Linked DNA regions of Dromaius novaehollandiae: region 2 is linked to region 1. The links are chromatin contacts, called in public Hi-C maps. All regions are on one chromosome and are shown on one strand. The core of a region is the stretch at or near the end of the contact, and the rest is flanking DNA. Distances in the headings are between cores, read along the strand shown.

Region 1 (6,524 bases), core at 1,540-4,039:
ATGCAAATCTTTGTCAAAAGGGCCTGGTTTAGACTGATTTGACCCCTGTGTATGTATAGTAGGAGGACATGAAGTCTCTCAGGCCAACATTCTGTATTTAAAGAAACTGAGATCCTGTCAAGTAGTGTTTTATTTAAAAGATGTGGTTGTACTAGTGTAAAAATGTATGGTACAAAGCTTTGAAACCCTCAAGAATTTTTACTTAGACATAAGGTACTGCATGCTTTCGTCTCCCAGGCTGCTAGATGCTCATAGAAGTCCACAGGTCACTGAAGTTTATGCTTAAATTCAGGCATATGTGCAAATCCCTCCTGTTCAGTAAACCTTACATACATGTAGGTTTACACCGGGTCAGATTTCATTAGCACTTCAGCATGTGTTTAGTTTCCATAGGGCCCTGGATTCTAATTTGTGCTACCTGGTTTGAAAGCTTAAGGTGCTCCGCACAGGGCACAAGCTGTAAGCAAGCACAACAGAGCAAAGCAAAGCGGTCTGCTACCCGCTCTAGCTACCTGCCAGGTGTCCCCAGGGTAAGTTCTCAGGTGCTTACAGTGTCGGAAAGACAGAATTGGAGTAGTTTGTTTTCTAATCACTTTCAATGTTATATTAACTTACCTTGTTTTAACATTATTTTATTTACGTACCCAAATCTCCTGAACCTGAGGTATAGTGTCATTAGAAAATGGTTTAAAGACTAAAGAGAAGTTTGTCTCAATGTGTAATACCTCAAAAATGCTTGCTCTAAAGCATTGATTTATCTCATTTTTCAACTTCTGGCTCAAGAAGCTATTCATGAAGTCTAGTTATGACACCAAATTTAGCAGTTCTGCAAGAGAAGCATTTGCTTTGCATTATTATTGGGCAAAAGGAGTATATGCTTCCTGGGGAGACCACTGAATGTGTGCAGAACGGTCAGTTGAAATAACTGATAACTTCTGAATAAAAATAAGGTAAAAACTTCATTTAAAAAAAAGATACCATGGATGATACCAAAGAAGAAACTTTGATCTTGATATAGTCAAGGACATAGCGGCTTTTTGATACAGATGATATGCTCTCACAAATACAGTTGATATGAATTTTTTTTTTTTAATATATATTCCGAGATGATTCTGTGAAATCAGAGAAGCTCTGGTTCAGCAGCCTCTTGCCTCTTGTTTGCCCTTCTGAATTTTATTAATGTGGTTTTCAGGCTTGGCAGGTATCTTGGAGAGACATTTTTATACTGTATGGACAATTTGTCTTGAGTATCAGATTCTGAGGATAGCAGTGCCCCCGCAATGTTTGTGCATATCTGCAAAATCTGTTACTTACGGGGAAATCTCATCTTCATGATTGTGAAGAGTAAAGTAGGATACAGATAGATGCTTTCAGCTGAATTCTTTTCTCATTTATTCTAATGAAACACAGCTTAGTATTTTTCCCTGCAGAGCTGCAGAAAAATGGACTTTACAGCTGTCTTCTCGCTATTGGTTTAAATCTTTCCCCTCTGATAAAACTTCTTTGAATTTCAGTGAGATAACAGGTTCCTCAAAACTGAGGGCTAAAGGGATGCATTATGAACAAATGGTGCGTATGTGGCTCTCCATGGTAGAATTTTAAATAGCTTAGTAGCATACGTAGATTCACATCAGCTGAAGCTGAAAATTTTCTGTTCTAATAATAGGGCACCTTGGAAACTTGACACAACTAATTCACCTGAAAACAAAATTTAACACAGCACTGCTCACTTTATTATGGAGTTCCAATCAGGATGGGACATGGGCCAAGCTGCTGTGAGTCATGTTATAGGAACTTAAGTGTCTGTCTTCTGCTTGCAAGACATACTTTTGCTATTCTGGCAATTTTGTTAGAAAAATTTAGCTTTGCCTTTAGGGCTGCTTTGCTCTTTGTTAGCTTAAAACTTAAACTGTTTTTAGTCATTGCAACTAGACAAAAAGGAAGAATGAAAATGTTTTAAAATTGCAAAACTGGCTAAAAAAGTGGTTTAATGTTGCCACACAGTAAATAATTTTTTTTTTTTAAAAAGGTGGAATTTTAACATCCTTTAATACTTGTAGTATAAGTATTTCAAATGTACTGAATATGTTGAGTATTTTGAGCAGTGGTCCTTTCTTTTTCATTGCACACTTTATAGTCGTCTTTTTTTCTGCATTGCGATTGCATTTCTCTGCATTTCCCAACTAACGCCAACATTTTTTTAAAAAATCATGCCTTTTAAAATAAAAATGTTCAATTTGAAAATGGTTTCTGATTTTACTACTAAATTTGTTTGCAAAACAAATTTCCAATAAATTTGTCTATCAAAGGGATATTGTAAGCAGTATGCTCCTGTTTATATATACGGAAGCCCACTGTTTAACTCTAAGGAAAATCAAATTTTAACAGGCCATGCAATTCTGTCATCTTTTTCAAAGATGTGAAGACAGTCAAAATCCAATTTTTAAAAAAAATTTGTGCCTGTTTAGAATATAATCAGTAAGCCAGTGTTACGCTTTATGGGAGGTGAAACCTTTTGCAACCTTTTGCTTGCATGTGGGCTGCAAGATTTTCTTTCCTCTTCTAAAGCTGCTTCACAATACAGGTAGATAAGCTGGTGTCATGTCTCCCCAGAGCCTGGTTCTCAGGCGCTCTTCACTGAGTTTCGGCTTTATTTCTTCCCCAGAAGATGAGTATAGGAAGGAATTGTCCCTTTCCCCAAGCCTAAGCTGCCTGCAGGGTTGCAGCTGTGCATGGTTTGCCTGAGCCTTGCGGCCCTCTACCCGTGGAGCCCGCTCGTGTGTGGCTGCGCGCCTCCCTCCTTTCGGCCAGCCAGAGCTCCCGGGGAATCGCAAACCTGGAAACAGGCCTCTGGGCCTCTCACCTCCGCTGTGGTTAATGGGTCACAGGAGGCTGGCATCAGTCTACAGCAACATACATGAAAAACAAGCAAACAAAAAACCTAGCATTTTTCCTCTGGCTTTTGAGCACTTGCCTGTCAAGATGACTAGACTGTTGCTCTCTAAGGAGGAATCTTCCCCATTCTCCCCACTGCAGTTCCTGACAAGTCCATAATTAAAGATAAAATCACAGCTACTTTAGCTGCACTGTGTTCTATATGTTTTTAAGTAGTAATCTGTTTAAAAGACTTGGAAGTTACAGGGGCTCCAGTTCAAGATCTGGCTCTTGTGTTGCAGGCAAAGCACTCTGGACTTGGAGAATTTCCCTTCATTTAATTTATTGCTAACTAACATAAACTTTTAATTGCTGATTCAAGTATTGAGAAACAAGACACAGACAATTAAACCAACACTGAGGGAAATACCTTTCCTCCCTCTTCCCCAGGCTCAGCTTCAGTCCAGCACCTTTCCTCCCTGCTCCCTAATCTCCACTTCCCTCGTTGCTGCCGTGTGTTATGCTCAGTCCCTCACAATCAGTTTGGTAAGGTGACGGGTGGTACAGGAGGTTGGAGTTGGGGCCTAGTGGTCTCTTTTTGCCCCTCCTTGCTTCTTACTTTTTTCCTCCACTGCTCCTTGCTTCTTATTTGTGCTGCAGTGTGGGTTCCTCCGTGGGCTGCAGTCCCTTCAGGGGTGTCCTGCTCCAGCATGGGCCCTCCACGGGCCACTATCCCTTCAGAGGTGTCCCTGTTCCAATGTGGTTTATCCACAGGCTGCAGTCCCTTCTGGGGTGTCCCTCCCTGACGAGGTCCTAGAGAGGCTGCAGTCCCCTTGGGAGGTATCACTGCTCCAACATGGCTTATCTACAGCTGCAGTCCCCTCAGAAGCATACCTTCTGTGGCATGGAGCTCCTCCTTCCAAGCGTACATCTGCAGCTGTGTCCCCAACAATCATCCTTTGCATATGTCTCCTCCTCTTCCTCAAAAAATGTTCCTCTACATGTTTCTCCGCAGGTGTCTCCTTTTGTGTGTCCTCCTGTGTGTCTACTCACACATCTCCTCTCACGTGTCTCCTCATGTCTTTCCTTTTGTGTCTCCTTTCGTGTTTCCTCATATGCATCCTCACATGTGCCCTCCTGTGCCTCCTGCTGCCTGCAGCTGCCACCCTTTCTTAAATGTGTTTGAGAAGAGGCACCATATGCTTCTCTGACTGTTGGTGCCCGGTGGTTTGTTTTCATCTGTCTCACAGCTGTCTGTAACTGGCACAGGGCAGTTCATGGCCTCCTTGGACACAGGGCACCCCCTGATACCCAAATCTTGCCATTTATGCCCAATACACTCTTGTTTCTGCAAAGAGCCAAGATTTTAGCCTAGAGTTGCGCAGAGAACTGGTTAATTTCGAATCACAGCTGGATATCTTTGCCCAGCTAGTCAACAAAATGAGATGTTGTACATCTATCACGTGGCATAGAGGAACTGAAGGAAATTATAAGGTTCTTCCTCAGAGGTTTTATTTTATTAGATACTGTACAGACATAAGTAAGAGAGAGTCCTTGCATTAGGGACCTGTATTAGCAATCTACAAGTGGGTGTTGTGTGTTTCACAGATATTATGTTATCCATTTTCTGTGTTTTGTCTGTCTCGTTTTTATTGCAGTAGTGCCAGTCACTGTAAGCACAAAAACTCTTAGGCCTAGTCCTGTTCATATTAAATGAAAAAAAAAAAAGGGCTTGACAAATGACAAGATGCAGAGAAGATGTACGAGGACAAATATCATGCTTACATTCATACAGCGAGTCAGGGCAGAGCTCCAGTGTCCTGATGCCCCACAGCGACTCTAAGCAATCCTGTTTGCTTGGAAGCAGTATGTACTGTGGCTCCCTGGAAGTCTCTGTGCAAGGGTAAACGGAGGAAGTTACAAGTGTATCGGAGGAGACTTTTTGTTCTGAGTTTGAAAGAAGAACGCGGGTTTACTTCAATTAGCTTTTTAGAAAAGAGGAAAAGAAGTAGGAAAAAACAGACTTCTGCTCACTGTGTGATACTACTGTTTCATTAAAACATAAACGCTGAGTTTGGGGCATGGTGGCATCAAATTCTGCTGCAGTAAGTGTGTGAAGAAGTATCTCTGTCTCACAGAAGATAGACCTCCAGGTGTTAATGTTCTGTGTTCTTACACTTCTCTCCAAAGGAAAACTTAGGGTGTGATTGTGCTTCACAGAGGCCAGCATAAAACCTTTACTGTTGAAATGGTTTCTGTGGATTGAAGGAAAAAAAAAAGGTATGTTCCATGTGCATCTTTAAGAGGAATTCTAGATGATAAGCTGTGTCACCTTGCTCCTTCCAGAAAATGATTGGATACCATTCAGAAGAAACCCACTTTGCTCAGAGGTTCTGATTATCTGTATCTTCCGGCAGCAGCTGGTGCATCATTTAGCCCAGCGTCCATTTCCAGTGTCTGCACAATCTTTTCTTATTCTAAAACAACTCTGCTTTGTAGTTGTTCTTTTTATTTCATTGGCTGTATGAACGTGTCTTGTAACAATTTTTGGCAGTAGCAATAAGAGCAGTGACTTTTCTATCCCAGGCCCATAGCTGTTAAGTCAATTCCAGATCTAACATACTAAATAGGAGCAGCCCTCTTTTCCATCTGCGTAAGTAAATCATGGCAGCAGTTTTCTAGCAGTCTCCAGACTGAGAGTTAGCATTTTTCTAGCCTTGTAATTATCTAAACTACCTGCCTTACCTTTTCAGCCTTTGCAGTAGAAGACTAGTTCTTAATTGCTCTGGCAGTTTCTTTGTAACATGGCTCTGCCTTGTAGCAGAAAATGCCTTTTCTGAATCAGTGGTAACTGAAGGCTAATGTTTCAGACACAAAGGAGTGGAGGGATGAGACTCTTTGACAGCATGCCAAAACCCTCCTGAATGAGATCAGGCAGAGATCAGCCTCTGCAATTTCCAGGCAGTGAGGAATGAAACATCTCGCAGAATCCTAAAGGACCTGAAGCAGGCCAGAAGTGGTGTTCTCTAATACCAACATCTGGTTGAAATAGCACAGAAATGAAGACTAGAATAGGCTTTATGGAATTCGTTTTGAGAGGGGAGTAATTCAGTTGACAGAGCTCTCTAGAAGTTGCAGTATCTGTAAACTGTCATGACTGGACACTAGGGTGACAATTTAGACCTAAAAGGACCCTTGTGAGAATGCTAAGACCCTGTTTTTGGGGTTCCTAACTGTTTCATAATGAGTCGATGAGCAGTCTTACTCCAGAGGTGCTTAATTGGGTACAACATGGAATTGTTTTTCCACTAAATAGCAGTAACCTGTTTAATGTGTGGAAAAGGACTGAGCTCTCAGTAAGTAAATGGAAAACCACACATAATGAATGCTGTTATGCAAGCTGTTACCGTCATAGTGAGAGTTTCCATACAATTTTTTTTAAAGCAGGTATATACTACCAATCTGCTGTTTGATCATGTTTGCAACAAAAATACTTAACACAAAAAAGTATGCTTAGCTACCAGCTGTCAGGAATTTCCATATTCTTACCACTTACTACAAAGCGTCTTTGCTTGCTTTTGTTCTTTTGTCAGTATCTCAGTAATTTACTAATTGCTGTACATCAGCCTTACAGCGACACCTGCTGCCAG
Region 2 (6,524 bases), core at 2,634-5,133, 97 kb before region 1:
CTAAAGATGTAGCTATCTAGAATCTGTTAAGAACAACATAATATGCATCTATATATACATACATATGTGTGTATGTATGTAGGTATGTTAACTGCAGTTTCTGCAGACATGGATCACTCATTAAGGCTGTACAAAATTAAGAAAAAATATTTCAGGTGAGAGACCTGACTGGCTGGCTAGTTACCACAGAAGGTTTATAAGGTCTGAACACACCCTCAACCTTTCCTGCCAATCATTCAGAAACTAAACAGCCTAATCTGTCACTCAGGAACTTTGTCTAGCAAATGTTTGCTTGCCTGTTTATTTTCTCACTTAGGGTTGAGGTCACCTGCCTTCCTTTTAACTAATCAGAGGAGACAGCAGTAATCAAAGCATGAGATGTGTGCTCCTGGGACATATTTTCTGAATAGCCTTGCAGAACAGCCTCCCTGCATGTTCTCCTGCAAACTTTGCACAGTAATGCAGCTGTATACAAGTACAGAAAAAAGAAAGAGGGAGAGAGAGTGAGCTTTTATTTTCTTGCTTCAAGATCCAGCTAGAAAAAAGGAAAGACATATTGCTGAATCTTACATGCTAGCTAGGAAAACAGGGTTAATATTTACTGGGGAATTTCCTATGCGCTACAGGAAAAACTGTAGCTGGTTAATTAAATGGTAGTCCTTCACTGGCAAATTAAACTGATGTCCTAGCACAGAGATAAGGTGCAGAAGGTAGGTGAAAGTGCTTGTTTTTCTGAAAAGTAAATCAGCTCCTGACTGCTTGTTGTCCTTAAGGGACTATCCGTAAGGGAGCATGCCAGGCTGGGTACAGCTACCCATTTTGTCTATTTGAAACTTCTGCTGTACAGTATTGTTAGGCTCTGCTAAATAGCCTTAAATAGTTGTCAGGTCCTGCCTTAGAGATCAGTGCATTTCAGCATTGACTGAAGCTATTACTGTGGAGCTGACTCTTAAAGAGCTTTATATTGTGGATGAAAGGTTCATACCTGAAAGAAGGGGCATTGAAAGAAAGCCAGAGTATCAAGGAGAGGAAAGAGCATCTGACATGCTTGCCCTTTGCTTAGTAGCAGAGTAGGCAGACAGTTTGCATTACCTTGCAGATGCTTGCACATGCTGAAAGGATTTAAAGGATCCCAGTGTCAGCCTGCTCAGTCAAAATCAAGACTGATTTTTCTCTGTAATACTATTGTTGTGATGAATCAAGCATTACTACGATTAGCAGAGAGAGATACAATTACTCTTTTGAAGCAGCGGCTGACAAACAATTGCCTGGGACGCCTAGGCCTGATAGAGGCAGAAAAATAATGTCATCAGGTATGAAGAGACAGGAGAGATGTCACCAAAAAACTGCTGAAAAGAAACAAAGGAGAATAACAGGAGAGGGAAGGGCTTGTAACTGGATGTTGTCAGAAACGGGGAACTGCCTGAAATGGGCCTTTGGTCTGAGCAAGAGCGGCTCTTCTCATGTATAAGAGGCTACTGCTGCTTATCAGCAGCCACTTGTATCAGATGTTGGCCCCTGAGAATAAATACAAAATCATTTACAGGAAGACTGATATGGTTACTAAAAAAAGATAAGCTATACTGGAGAAGGCTTAACCACTTTACCCAAGGGTAGAAAAATGCTCAGCAAAACTGAAGGGTGGGGAGGGAGAAATAAACACACACAAAGTGAATGAGGAGACAGTTAAGTAAGAGGAGGAAAGCACGGGCCATCACATGGATTTGAAGGCAGCAGCATAGGACTTACCTTTTATCCTGCTCTCCTGATACCACTGCATGGCAGTCCCCACACAGTTGGCTTCTTGGCAGGGAAAGCAGTTTTTTTTCTTTCTTGTGCTGTTTTTTTCTACCTTGTTTAAAGAATGATGCTGAGAAGTTATGCAAGCCCTGCCCTTTGAAATTCAAGTTCTCAGTGGAGAAGGAAGAGAACTTTGAAATACTACAAAAGGGAGACACAAAACATTTTCTGTTTACACTGTGTAAGCAGTGGGAATCTGCTGCTGTCCCTAATCTTTACCTTATGTTTCCAGATAACCTCTTACTTCCCCCACTATGAGGACATGAGTACTTCCGATGCTTCTGAATTTCTTGTAGACTAAAATTGCTTAGAGAGTGTAATCTCTTACAGGTGGCAGGACAGTTTATTTGAAAGATCTAAAGCAAAGACTTACTGCTGACATCTGCTATGCTCAAGGACACACCTATAGTCATTGAAGACTTGTGTCACCATGTAGGCTGAATGTGTTCCACCCCTACCCGAACACTTAAATTTCATCAAAATTTGATGTGATGGTGAATCTCAGCCTAACAGTACAGACTGATTAGAGGGCTGACATGTTGGTTCCACTTTCCTCCCATTTGACTGCAAGTCTTAGTTGTTTAACCTGCTGTCCTTTTCCAAACATCTCTAAAACTGCACCTGCTCCTTCTCATCTTATCCCACCTCAGAGGTGCCTCAGCCTAGGGCGCAAAAGAGAAGGCAACCTCTTGGCTATGGTAAGGGACTCCAAGAGTATGGCCACACAGGACCCTCTCAGTTGCTGGAGTGTAATTCCTGGAAGAGCAAAGAAAAACCAGCAAACTTGAAGATAACAACTGTCACTGTGAGCCCTGAGCCATGTGCCATGCTCCTTTGCTGCCCTCTACTGCAGGGCTCGGTATAATTCCCCTAAATTGGCAAAACCTGGTATTTCACCAGAAAGTCAGGGCTGCCAGCCAAGGTAGGGCTTGAAACCTGAGGAAAACACTGAGAAGTCAAAAGAGGAGGTGCAAGATGATCATGATAGCGTAAGAAATGGTATTTGTTACAGATAACTGTCCCTTGTAGAAATCAAGATAACAGCAAATTGAACACTTTTCTAAAAGGTGGAAACATATTAGAGTCATATTTTTGGGGCCTCAAAATTTGACCTTTGTGTTCCTAGCACAAAATTAAATTTAACAAGTGTTATGTATTTTATGTCTGAAGATCATTCATTTTCTAGTTAAAAGTCCATAAACAGGTGGGAACTATCTACATAGCAAGTTTTGTGACTATATTAATGCAAAATAATTTTAATGGAGCTTTAAACTGTGACTGTAACTTCACACTGTTTTGCTAGGGCATGAAAACTAGAGAGCACATTTGAGTACAAATATGCCGTATGCTGACTTATTTTCACTATTCAGGCTTAGGGGCTGAGGCTTAGGGGTGAAGAAAGTCTAATATGTGAAATAGTAATAAAAAAAGGCAGGCTGTAAGCCTCCAAACTGATGGATTTTTTTATGCAGCAAAAGGTTTTTGAAGACAGCAGTATACAGATTTGCGCATACAAGATGCTGGGGTCTAGCCACAGGATTGCACCTGCAGTTCGAGCTGCAGTTTTTTTCAGTTTCAATGGTTTACTGTAGCCAGGTAAAAGCTATTAAGACTTTCCTTTTGACTGAACTGTTCATTACAGGATCTCAGCCCCAAACGCTTCTAGCACAGACGCCGTGACTCACAAATTTCAGTTTCTTTACTTGGATCGTTCTTTGCTTTACCCAACTCCTCCATGCACTAGCAAACGTTTAATAAAACGGAATTTCTCACCGACTTCTTTTCCCTTCACAAACAACACAACACCACGAGCTTCCTCGCGCTGTAGCTCCTCTTTATTTCCCCCACAGGCAGCCATAACCGGCTTTACGTTTTTTAAACGCCAAGAATCGCTGGGAGGAGGGGTAGGAAACCCTCGCTGCCCCAGCCCCCGAAGTGCCTGGGGGAGCAACACAGCAAGCTGCAACAGCCGCGCACAGGGCCAGCAGCCGCCGCCGGCCAAGCGCGTCCCTCCTCGGGGCTGAGCCCGGCGCAGGAGGCGCCGAGCGCCCCAAGGGCTGCCGCGACGCGTCACCAACCGCCGCGGCAGCGCCACTGCCCCTCCCCCCACCCGCCTTCCCGCTGCTGAATCCACCGCCGAGCAACGGATCGCAGCGGCGATCGATTCCGCCGGCTGCCCGCTCTTCCTGCCCGCACCGCACCGCGCCGCCCCGGCCCGCAGGTACCGCGGCAGCGGTATCGCCCCTCTTCCCCCAGCGCGGCCGCCTCCCCGTCCCCCCGCCGCCTTCGCGAGGGCGGGCGCTCTTGCCGCGGCTTCCCGCAGCCTAATCCACAGCGGCGATGCAGCGGGAGGATGTTGCTTGCCTGCCTGCGCCCCGGGGAGGTGTGGGGGGGAAGGGGGCCGCTGTGATCCCCGGGGGTGGCGCGCAGCCCGCTCCGCACCTGCCTAACGAGCCCTTCTCTCTGTGCCCCCCCTCCTGTTTTGTGTCCCAGGCAGCGCGGTGAGGGGCCATGGAGAGCGTATTTACGCCGCTGGACTGCCTCCTGCCCGCGGGTACGGTACCTCCGCGCGCGCAGCGCTCCCCGCGCGGCGGCGCCAACCGCCAAAACGGCTAACGGCCGCCTGCGGGAGCGGGGTGCGGCGCGCCCTGCCTCGCCTCGCCTCGCCTCGCCTCGCCTCGGCGGGCAGGTAACGCGCCCCCTGAAAGGCGGTGTGAAAGCGGGCACAGCCCAGCTGCGGGAACGCTTCTGGCCTGAGGAAGGCAACACGGCTTACGACCTGGGAAAGTTTAAGCTAAGCTGGGATAACGGATGTGCCTAGGCTTGCCCAATTCCTCCCCCCTGCCTTTTTTTAGGACAAACCATTGTAACTTACCCATTTCAAAAACAGGCCTCAAGAACTGTTTACACAAGGAAGTTGCATTGGCTTAACAATACATGGGTATAGGCTTGGCATTTACTACCTCCCATACTTGACACATGGTAGAAGTTTATTTTGCCAGGTATCATGGTACTGCATGATTGGAAGCAGGATGAGGTGTTTCTGTTGTTGTTCACCCTGACCCAATTGATGTGCAATAACAGGTTCAAGTTTTGTAATTAAACCGTTGTGCTTGTTTTCAAAACACTTAAATGTAAACAAGGTGAACTTCTGCCTGGGTGTTCTGTTTTTGAGGGGCTCCTTGTATCAGCTAAGTAGCAGTACCATTTCTGTAAGCCGGCAACACAGAAGTATGCCACACCCAAGCTGAAACTTTTATATAGCAGTTTACTACCTTTTTAACCCATTCAGGTTTAACTGATATGTTCAGGTAAATTGTTGCAATTTCTTGGGTTATCCAGTAGAGTTTAATTTTTGGCTGGGGAATCTGTGGACTGGTGTTTTTATTTCTTGATGGGTCTTTGAAATACGCTGAGAGCCATGCCTTTCCTCTGTTCTTTGAACCCACCATGTGCATCTGGCTTACCTCTTCAGTTCAGCAAGGCAAAGCTTTTGGTTTTTTAGTTTTTCACGTTCTTGTGTGTTCTATTTTGGTTAACTTTTTTTGAGACCTGAGAGGTAAGCATGATTATGAATGCGTATCACTAATCCCACCATCTGTATATAAGGATAGAACACATGTAATAAACACAGGTTCATGTAAGTAGCTTGTAAACTCTTTGGAATAGGCACCTTTTCACTGTGTTTGTGCAGTATCAAATCCAGTAGGGCACAACTTGCTATTCAGTATGATACCTTTATAGTAGTAAATGTATCTTTCTATAAGGTGATTTTAAAGCTACATAAAAGTTAGTTTGGCATGGTGGCTGAATTCTAACTTGCATTGCTCTTTTCTGCTCTGTTTTAGCACAGCTGCTGTGGTCAGGTGTGTGTTGTTATTTATTTACTAGTAAGAAGAGATCGAGGAAGGGTAGAGTTCAACAAAAATGTACACTTTTAACATTTAGGTACATTTTTACACCTATCAGTTTAATTGAGAACATGTTTAAAATTTTCCCAGCAATTGCGCTTTGCTCTACATTTGAGAAGTTTTTTCATTGATTCAAATCAGAGTCTATTCAAAACTTTAAAAAAAGTAAAGTTGTATGCAGGGTTTTTCTGCTAGAAATACATATTTGGCATTGTATAAGGGTTTTTGTTCGTGTGTTTTGGGGGCTTTTTAAGATGCATCTTTGCTTTGGGTAGAAGGAAGGAATGTGCATAAAGGGGAGATTTTTATTCACTGCAGTGTGATATCTTCTGTGAAACGAGAAATAGCTACTTCAAAAAAAAAAAAAAAAAAAAAGGGCATAATAAAGTGAGTCAAAAAATACCCTAAGAATTTATCCCTTGGGAAGAACAGGTATCATCTGTTCTTCCGTATCCTATATTCTAAGATAGTTGCTTTTTACAGGCATTTGTGTGATAGTAAGGCTACCATATGTCCCCAATTCCCTCGAGATATCTCTCTCCTCCCCCCCACCCCCTTTCTCCTTTCAAGTTGTGTCTGGTTGGAGAAGACTTGGGATCTTTGTCTATGGTTTTCAGATGACCCACAGCTTTGCCGGAGCAGAGGCTTCAGCTGGGTTGCAAGAAGTTTGCTGCTTCCAAACAAATGGCCAGTGCAAGTATACGATTCAACTTGATTATACAGAATAGTGTGCATATGAAATGCACTATGGTACTGCATCTAAAGCCCACATCTGAATCGTTACATGCATCATTAACAGCATTTCAGATTAGT

The links. A called contact is a pair of places that touch in the nucleus more often than the background predicts.
Region 2: a contact with region 1 is called in a Hi-C map of ovary, with 2.6 times the contacts expected there. The contact joins the promoter of TPK1 here to the enhancer-like site in region 1. A contact is called at or near these places in 3 of 4 Hi-C or Micro-C datasets (brain, liver and ovary).

Annotation. Positions count from the first base shown.
Region 1 is chr2:59,456,531-59,463,054 of bDroNov1.hap1, reverse strand. All of the region lies in intron 4 of TPK1 (thiamin pyrophosphokinase 1), which reads left to right. Among named protein-coding and RNA genes, the nearest start is that of TPK1, 97 kb to the left of the region's middle. Within about 2 kb of position 2,789, at least 1 of the 2 cell types and tissues checked has open chromatin away from gene starts, as enhancers often do.
Region 2 is chr2:59,554,594-59,561,117 of bDroNov1.hap1, reverse strand. TPK1 (thiamin pyrophosphokinase 1) reads left to right here and starts at 3,883. Exons shown (of 11, transcript XM_026121431.2): 1 at 3,883-4,021; 2 at 4,294-4,354. The coding sequence starts at 4,312. LOC112996104 (a long non-coding RNA gene) reads right to left here and starts at 3,900. Exons shown (of 4, transcript XR_003262349.2): 1 at 3,574-3,900; 2 at 1,750-1,941.